2 separate regions of the Sus scrofa genome follow, and region 2 is linked to region 1. The links are chromatin contacts, called in public Hi-C maps. All regions are on one chromosome and are shown on one strand. The core of a region is the stretch at or near the end of the contact, and the rest is flanking DNA. Distances in the headings are between cores, read along the strand shown. Region 1 overlaps HERC3 (probable E3 ubiquitin-protein ligase HERC3). Region 2 holds the start of PIGY (phosphatidylinositol glycan anchor biosynthesis class Y).

What was found. A called contact is a pair of places that touch in the nucleus more often than the background predicts.
Region 2: a Hi-C map of alveolar macrophages shows a contact between it and region 1, with 2.4 times the contacts expected there. The contact joins the promoter of PIGY here to the enhancer-like site in region 1. A contact is called at or near these places in 1 of 5 promoter capture datasets (liver), 10 of 47 Hi-C or Micro-C datasets (alveolar macrophages, embryonic fibroblasts, fetal skeletal muscle and 5 more) and 1 of 2 datasets of contacts at active chromatin or transcription factors (alveolar macrophages).

Annotation. Positions count from the first base shown.
Region 1 is chr8:130,425,399-130,429,697 of Sscrofa11.1, forward strand. All of the region lies in intron 2 of HERC3 (probable E3 ubiquitin-protein ligase HERC3), which reads right to left. Among named protein-coding and RNA genes, the nearest start is that of HERC3, 40 kb to the right of the region's middle. Within about 2 kb of position 2,178, at least 3 of the 83 cell types and tissues checked have an H3K27ac peak or open chromatin away from gene starts, as enhancers often do. A contact at or near this core is called in alveolar macrophages, where this site is marked.
Region 2 is chr8:130,525,378-130,529,676 of Sscrofa11.1, forward strand. PIGY (phosphatidylinositol glycan anchor biosynthesis class Y) reads left to right here and starts at 2,194. Exons shown (of 2, transcript NM_001271967.1): 1 at 2,194-2,468; 2 at 3,567-4,299. The coding sequence starts at 3,798. The coding sequence ends at 4,013. PYURF (PIGY upstream reading frame) reads left to right here and starts at 2,194. Exons shown (of 2, transcript NM_001271968.1): 1 at 2,194-2,468; 2 at 3,567-4,299. The coding sequence starts at 2,266. The coding sequence ends at 3,708.

The DNA.
Region 1 (4,299 bases), core at 928-3,427:
GCGGCGGACTTCTGCTCCGGGTTTGGGGGGAAGGAGATAAACCTCATCTCAGCCAACCTCCCAAGACAGAACGCCGCCCGGGTCCCCCTGCAGACCCCAACAAAGAGAATTTCCTCGTGCCCGACGCGCTTCCTGGGGTCCCCCGGGCTCCCGCAACACGGACAGACTCTCCCTCATTTTCTTGGCGTCTGTGAAAGGTCCTTGGTCTAAACCATAGTCCAAGCTACTTTCTTATTTCCAGGTAGACATTTCGGAGGACCTGGGACCTCAACTCTAGAACCCAACTCACTTTAAAGTGACTGCCCCTTCCCTGACACAGTCACTTCCGTACAAGGAATTCTACCGTGTTCCTCAGCCAAAGCACCCCAATCGGAGTCAGTGTTGGCTTTGTTTTTAATTTTAATGATCAAAGAGTAAAACTGATGAGCTTTTTTAGTGCACAACTCTGAGTTTAAGCACATGTAACCAGGGCCAAAAGTCAAGACACGAACAGTTCCATCACCCCCCAAAAAGCCCCTCGTACCATTCCTTAGCCACTGACCCAACTCCTGGTGGCCACTGATCTGCTTTCTATCACGGTGGTTTTATATTTTCAATACCGTCACACTGACGGAGTCATAGAGTATTTGACCTTTGGAAACTGGATTCTTTCGCCCCATCTAACACCTCTGAGATTCACCCAGGTTGTCACATGTACCAAGAGTGTGTTCCTTCTTGTTAGGGAACAGGATTCCGCTGTGCTGTGGATGTACCACAAAGCACTGAGTCCAGTTTTAAGCGATTATAAATACAGATGCAATAAACACTCATACACAGGTTTCTGTGTGAAAATAAGTTTTCATTTCTCTGAAGTAAATACCCCGAAGTGGGTATTTTAACCTTCCTATACCGTTGGGTTATTTTTTAAACTCTAATATAATATCTGCATTCACTGTTTTATTTAACCATATTTAATGGAAGTATTGATATGTTTGGACGTATGCCCTTTGATGGTTTGCTTTCTATTTCTTCCCTGCTTTTCATTGCTTGCTTTCCTCATCCCCGCCTTCTTTTACATTAAACATGTCCGAGCATTCCATTTTAGTTCATTGTGTTTTTTGTATCTTGGTATATTTGACTGCTCTAGAGAGTACAGTATAAACAGCTTTTCAAAGTCAACTGAGAATCAAGAGTTTATCATTTCAAGTGGAATGTAGAAACTTTATGACCATACAGGTCCCTTTACTTCTCTCCCATACATATATAACAACACTATATATAATAACATATATATATTATATAATATATACATATATAGTCATCTTAACTACTGCATCCACATAGATTGAAGACTCTATCACAATGTTATAGCTTTTGCTTTCAATCGTCAAAAAATTTTAAAGCACCCGAGGAATTCCCGTTGTGGTGCAGTGGTGAATGAATTCGACTAGGAACTAGGAGGTTGCAGGTTCGATCCCTGGCCCTTGCTCAGTGGGTTAACGATCTGGCGTTGCCGTGAGCTGTGGTGTAGGTTGCAGATGCAGCTCGGATCCCATGTTGCTGTGGCTCTGGCGTAGGCTGGCGGCTACAGCTCCGACTGGACCCCTAGCCTGGGAACCTCCATATGCCGCAGGAGTGGCCCAAGAAATGGCAAAAAGACAAAATAAATAAATAAAGCCCCTGAGGAGAGACTGGTCTGTTATATTTACCCAGGTATCTGCTACTTGTTGCTCTTCCTTCATTACTGATGTCCCAATATTCTCTCCCGGATTCTTTCTGGTATCGTCTCCCTTCTGTCCAAGGAACTTTCCTGTTTAGTACAGGTCTGCCGGCTGTGAATTTTTTGCCTTTTCCTTCATCTCAAAGTGACTTCATTCCGCCTTCATTCATGAAGGCTTTTTTTTTTTTTTTTTTTCGCTATAAACAGAATTCTGGGTTGACTTCCTCCAGCACTTTAAAAACACCGGGCCACTTACAGGCTCCACAGTCCTTTCAATCACTGTTTCTCTGTAGGTAATATGTTGTTTTTCTTTGGCGACGTTCAAGTATTTTCTTTGCCTCTGGTTTTCAGAAATGTGATTATGACCTAGCTCAGTGTAGATTTCTTTGAATTTGTCTTGCTTGGTTTACTGGAATTCTTGATCTGTATATTGACATTTCCTGCCAAATGTGGAAACTTTCCAGCCATTACCACATTCAGCACCACGTGCTTCCTCCTCTCCTGCTAGTCCTCCAATGACACGAGGTTAGACCTGTGGTTCTTGTCCTGTGAGTCCCCGAAATCCTGTTCATTTTTCGTCCCAATCTGTTTTTAAATATCTGTTATGCAGATTGCATAATTTCTCTTCATCTATTTTCAACTTCACGGATTCCCTCCTCTGTCATCTCCATTCTGTACTGAAACCATCCAGTGAGATTTTCATTTTGATTACTGTATTGGTTCTTGACATCATCTATTTATTTGCAAAGAATTTCAGTTTTCCATTTGTTTCACAGCAGTTTTGAGTCGGTTTGCTGGGACGTCCCCATAATAGGGACGTCCTTCTCAGACAGTCCCAACACCTCTGTCCTTCCAGCGTTGGCAACACTGTTTCTCCCCGTGCTAACGGAGATTTCCCTGGGTTTTTATATGCTGACCATGACTGTATCGTGAACATTTTGCATATGATCAGATTCTGGGTCTTGGGGTTCCTGCTGTGGCGCAGTGGGTTAAGGATCCAGTGTTGCTGCAGCTGTGGTGTAGGTCACAGCAGTGGCTCAGATTCCATCCCTGGCCTGGGAACTTCCACACACCACAGGTGTGGCCAAAAAAGAAAAAGATTCTGGGTCTCATTTTAATCCTTGCTGAACATCAGAAATTTTGTTTCATTTTTCAAAGCTTCTGCAGTGTTACTTGGATTTGTGTCCTGCATGCACCTCACAGTGGCCAGTGTGGAACCTGAGGGGTAGTCTATTTGTTGGTTAAATTCTCAGAGTCACTCACATGCTTTGCAGGGTCAGATCCACACATACAGCTCAGCTGAGCCCAAGAGTTCCGAGATGACTACAGAGTTGCTCTTCCAAGCTCCTGCTTCTCTGAGATCTCTCCCTTTTCAGCTCTCCAGCCTACATACTGTACTTCCACAGCTGAGCCTGCCTCTGGGCCAAACGGCAGGAGGACCAGAGGGGGAAAATGGTCAACTCATTGCCAGTTCAGTGGTACTCTGAATTCCTAGTCTTCTTTCCCAATCCACCTGCCATTATTTGCTTCTCGGAGTCCTCAAACAGCTGCTGCATGTATTCGGTCCAAGTTTTACGGGTGCATTCAGTAGGACAGACAGCAAGGAATGTGCTTACTCTGTCCTGCCTGCAACTGGAAACCCAGAGTCTGATTTTTAAAATAACATTATTTTTTTTCCTGCTATGGGTTTTTGTTTTTTTTTTGTTTTGTTTTTTTTTTTTTAGCAGAGAAAGTCCACAAACTCTTTGTTTCATTGGCTGAATTAAAAAAAAAAAAAAAAAAGGCAAAGGCACAGCTCTCTCACAAATGCTCTAACTACAATTGGGTTTAACCTTCCCACAGAATGTACAGTGAAGGGCTGGACTCCTGGTGGCGGGCAGCGTCTCTGAGCAGCTGATGCTTCATTTAAGTTACCTGAGCATATTAAACACTGATTTGCTGAACCCTATGTATGACACCCCAAGTTCACACAATAATGAAACTAAATCCTTTCAACTAAAAAAAAAAAAAATGAGAGAGAAAGATTAGCTACGATAGAGGTCAGAGGAGTGGATCTCAGTTCAGGGCCAGGTGACTTTAATGTTGGGTTTTAACGTACACATACAGAGCCTCAAAACACTTACCACGAAGAACGTCTGAGAATATTTTTTAAAGCCCTAAATCTAAATTTACTATGGATGCTTTTAGATGCAACAAGCCCAATTCAATGAAAACAGAAGAGGCCTGTCACAGGCACAGGGAGGAGAGAAGGCGGTGTGTTTCTGAGTTATCAGCATTTCACTATCAGAGTAAGATCAGCGACAATGACTCAGTTATTTTCAGGAGCTCAAAACTGCCAACCATGGCGCCACCCAACACTTTCAACGGATTTTAAGAGAGAAGGACTGTAAACCTGCAAACTACCCGACAGCTCAGGTAGAGGGAATCCTACAAGCAGAAGGGACCACGGCAGGGGTGATCCAGAGTGTATCTAACTCCGAATCGTTAAATTCCTAAACCTTCTAGGTGATCACTCAAAACCCTCCCAAGAGGAGTTGCAGTCTTAATCCCCAGCACCAAATTCCAACGGTCTCTCAAAGGTCGGTGCACAGGTTACCGCG
Region 2 (4,299 bases), core at 944-3,443, 100 kb after region 1:
GTCGATATTTTGCTAGTACTCTCCATTTCTCCCCAATACTAATATAAATTAAACTGATCTGCTTCCAACCTTCTTCGTGGATGCACACTGAAGCTATTTATAACTGGTTAGAAAACTCAGTTGATGAGGCTCTATCAGCCAGGTGAGGTGAGTTGAGACTAAAAAGCTTGTCTTAAGCATGGGTGCTTGCTCCTACCTTGGGGGCTGGGTTCCGGCCTGGCCCACCAGAGCTAGCCAAAGTCAAGCTCTGCATTGCAATACCTTGCTGAACCCTCTTTCCTATACCTCACTCCTTCCCTAGAGCCCAAGGTATCAACTAACTACACCTGAAAAATTAATTCCTACTATGGTCTAGTGGGAAATAACATAGGAACTTAACAACGGGACCTCTTGAGGCTACATCCCTGACAGCTGCCTCAGGCTGAAATCTTTTGCACATTAGTGAACAAAGAGCATCCAATGATGTAGTAGATTTTTTAAAGTAGAGTGAACAGACAACACAAATTGCCTCTGCTTTTGCACTGCTGAGTGGAAGAGAAATTTGGACATACAATCTTGTATGTGTATCTATATATCCCTCAACTCCTATCCCCACCTCCCAGGAGCTCAAAGTGTGAAGTGGTAAAGCCCCAACGATGCAAGAAAAGATTCAATATTTAGCGAGACAACGAGAAAATTTGGACGTTCCCCTCGTGGCTCAGCAGGTTACGAACTCAACTAGTATCTATAAGGATGCGGGTTTGATCCCTGACCTCGCTCAATGGGTTAAGATCTGGCTTTCCTGTGGCTCTGGTGTACGCTGGCAGCTGCAGCTCGTATTTGAGCTCTATCTAGCTTGGGAACTTTCATGTGCTGCAGGTGCGGCCCTAAAAGGACAAAAAAAGGGGGTGGATTTTGATGACTAACCAAGAATCTTCTAGTATACTGGGCTGCAAAGAATAGAGAAAATAAAAATGACAACATATGCCATTAACTGAGCATTCATTTGCCACAGGCATTTTTCTAAATACTCTTTGCATTCATTAGCACATTTTAAGCCCCAGGATGGAATTATATGAGGTAGGAACAATAATTAATCTAATTACACAGATAAGAAAGCTGGGGAGGGAGTTCCCGTCGTGGTGCAGTGGTTAACGAATCCGACTAGGAACCATGAGGTTGCGGGTTTGGTCCCTGCCCTTGCTCAGTGGGTCAAGGTTCCGGCGTTGCCGTGAGCTGTGGTGTAGGTTGCAGACGCGGCTCGGATCCCGCGTGGCTGTGGCTCTGGCGTAGGCCGGCGGCTACAGCTCCGATTCGACCTCTAGCCCGGGAACCTCCATATGCCGCGGGAGCGGCCCAAGAAATGGCAAAAAGACAAAAAAAAAAAAAAAAAAAAAAAAAAGAAAAAGAAAAGAAAGCTGGGGAGTTAGGAGATTTGCGGGAGCCCTACAACTAGTAAACGATGCACCTGGGACCAAGGTGTCAGGCCCGGACCCCCGGCACTTACCTCCTACACTATAAGAAAGAGATCAAATCCGCATCATTTTCTGGGAGAGTCAGAAGCAAATGCGGGGCGAGAAAAAAACCACTGTGTGGATCACCCACTTAATTAAAGGACACAGTTACTTAGACTCCTTGCGGTTTCCAAGCTCATTTACAGAAGCAAATGAGTGGTGCTATTATTATGCCATTGAGCCCAGGGTAAGAAACTGGGCATCTTAAGTTTAAGAGGACTAAGCCATTCTTTTCCCGTTCTTATATTTTTTTTAATGAAAGGAGAAAAAAAAAAAGCCAAACAAGGTTATAGGAAGTGTGGTACTGCAAAGACTGACAGATACACATAAAACAAGTAATGCTTTTTAACATACCCAGTGTGACAGTGTGTTGGAAACCTCCTTTTGGTGATAACCACGGAGGTCCAAGTCTATCACTGTGTGACTCTGAGGTCCGGCCACTGGCTTCCTGGAGGCCCTGCGACAGGCCCTGGTGAAAACTCAGGACGCCTCCACTTGAGCGTGGGTTTTGTCTGCAACCTGCAAACGGGCAGGAAGAGCCGCAGAAAGCCCAGGCTGCAGGCGGGGCTCTCCATACCGAGCGGTGCCGCGGGAAAAGCAGTCGGGTCCCGAGCGCCCTCGGAACCAAAGAGCGGGCCTCCAGCCGTCGGGGGCAGCGTTTCCCGAGCACCGGGGGGCGGGGCCTGGCCGCCTGGGCGGGACTCCCCGGGATCGGCTGGAGCGGCCGGAGCGGCCCAGGGGGTGCGGAGGTCCGCGCGCCGGCGGCCAGACCATGCTGAGCGGAGCGCGCGGTCGGCTCGCCTTAGCGCTGCGAGGGACACGCGCGCCGCCGTCCGCGGTCGCCAGGAGGTGCCTGCACGCTTCGGGCTCGCGGCCGTCCGCGGACGAGAACAAGAAGGAGGGGAAACCGCCACGCGCCTTCGACCCGGCGCTGCTGGAGTTCTTGGTGTGCCCGCTGTCCAAGAAGCCGCTCAGGTAAGATTCGTCCGCTGCGGCTTTTCCCTGGTGGCCCCCTGTCGCCGGGGAGACGTTCAGGTCACCCGGGTGTTCTTCGCTGCCATGTTTTGGACCCGGGCCCGCCAGCTTCCCGGGTACTCGCTCCGCCGCGGGAAGGGCGGGAGGAGGCCCCAGCCGAGCCCCAGGCCTCCCGGACCAAACCGGCCACTCGCAGGCCTGGATCCTGGCGGGCAGCTTCTCCGCCGGCAGCGTTTTAGAATCTCGGGGGAATCCTTCTTAAAACGCAGATCTCTAGGCAACGCCCCACCCGGGCTCAATCCGAAGGCCTTGGGGCCGAGCCAGAGCAACTGCGTATTTTCTTGAAAGGATCCCAAGTGATCTTCCTGTACAGCCAGGGTTATGAACTCGGGATTCGGAAGACTAATCCATGGCATTCAGATTTTTAAGGCAAGGCGATGAAAAATGTGATAGCTTCCAGATTGTTGCGAAAACGCCGGGTAGGATCTTAAGCGCATCAGCTACGTGTGCGGCCCTTTGGTTTTTAGTTCTCGACCAGCCGGTTCTGTAAAGGCCTTCTTAACCTTTCACCTAGACTCTTTAGGATAAACATCTCTGCAGTTGCAGGCTGCTAAACCTGAACGTGGACAATACTAGCAAACACCGCAGTGTCATCAGTGGCTGCCTTTGGGTGGTAGATTGCTGCTTCCGTGGTTTCCTTCTCATGGATCAGTGAGGCAGGTGTTCTGATAAGCGAAGAAGCTGAATTTTCCTCTCGTGTCTGTTCCAGTAGTAAATTAGCTGGGATCGTTTGAGGGTTTAAAAGAGTCATGAAGGAATATTTGGATGAAAAGGAGAGATCTTTTCTTTTTTTTTTTCCACTAAGGCATAGCTTAAGAATAACGTGAAAAAGAAAATGAGAGAAACAGACTAAAATGGGAACAATTAGAGATTCCTTTTCTAAGAGAAATGGTTGAATTGGCTACTGCTGCTTTTAGAATGAAAAACAGTCTAATTCTGCTTTTCTGGCTCTAACTGTGTGAAGAATTGGATAAATGTTACTGTTTATTGAACCTCAGACTCTTCCGGGATTCATTTTGGTTTTCTTCTGCCCCTCAGATATGAACCATCGACAAATGAATTGATTAATGAAGAGCTGGGAATAGCCTATCCGATTATTGACGGGATTCCTAATATGATACCACAGGCAGCTAGGATGACACATCAAAATAAGAAGCAAGAAGAAATGAAGCAGCACTAGGTCATACGTAAACACAACACAAGGAAATTTTCTAAACACCATCCACCTTCGAAGAAGCCAGCGTGGCGGGTGGTGGGTGGGAGAGAAGAATGTTTCTGTCTCTTCCCACGCTGACTGTCCTTGTCCCCCTGGTCTCTCTGGGAGGACTGCTGTACTCCGCCTCCGTGGAAGAGAGCTTCCCCCAGGGCTGCACCAGCACAGCCAGCCTGTGCTTCTACAGTCTGCTCCTGCCCATCACCATCCCCGTTTACGTGTTCTTCCACCTCTGGACTTGGATGGGTATTAAACTCTTCCGGCATAATTAACGCAGCCGGAGCCACGATGGTATTTAAACTCATGATATGCTTGAGTGAGTGTGTCCGAAAGCTCCGCCACATGGAAATACTGGAAACCCAGACTTTGCAGGAAAGAGGCTTTGCTTATTAGCCTTTGTCAGAGGTTTAGGACTATGTGACGTTTAAGCTGCAAGAGGCTTCTTTCTTGTATTTTGGTTCTTCCCCTGCTTTTTGAAGGTTCTGATTTATACCTGGTCTCTCGGAAGAAACATTTCAACAAAGTGGCTTGTTGGAAATTAGCACCCCCACAGCCATC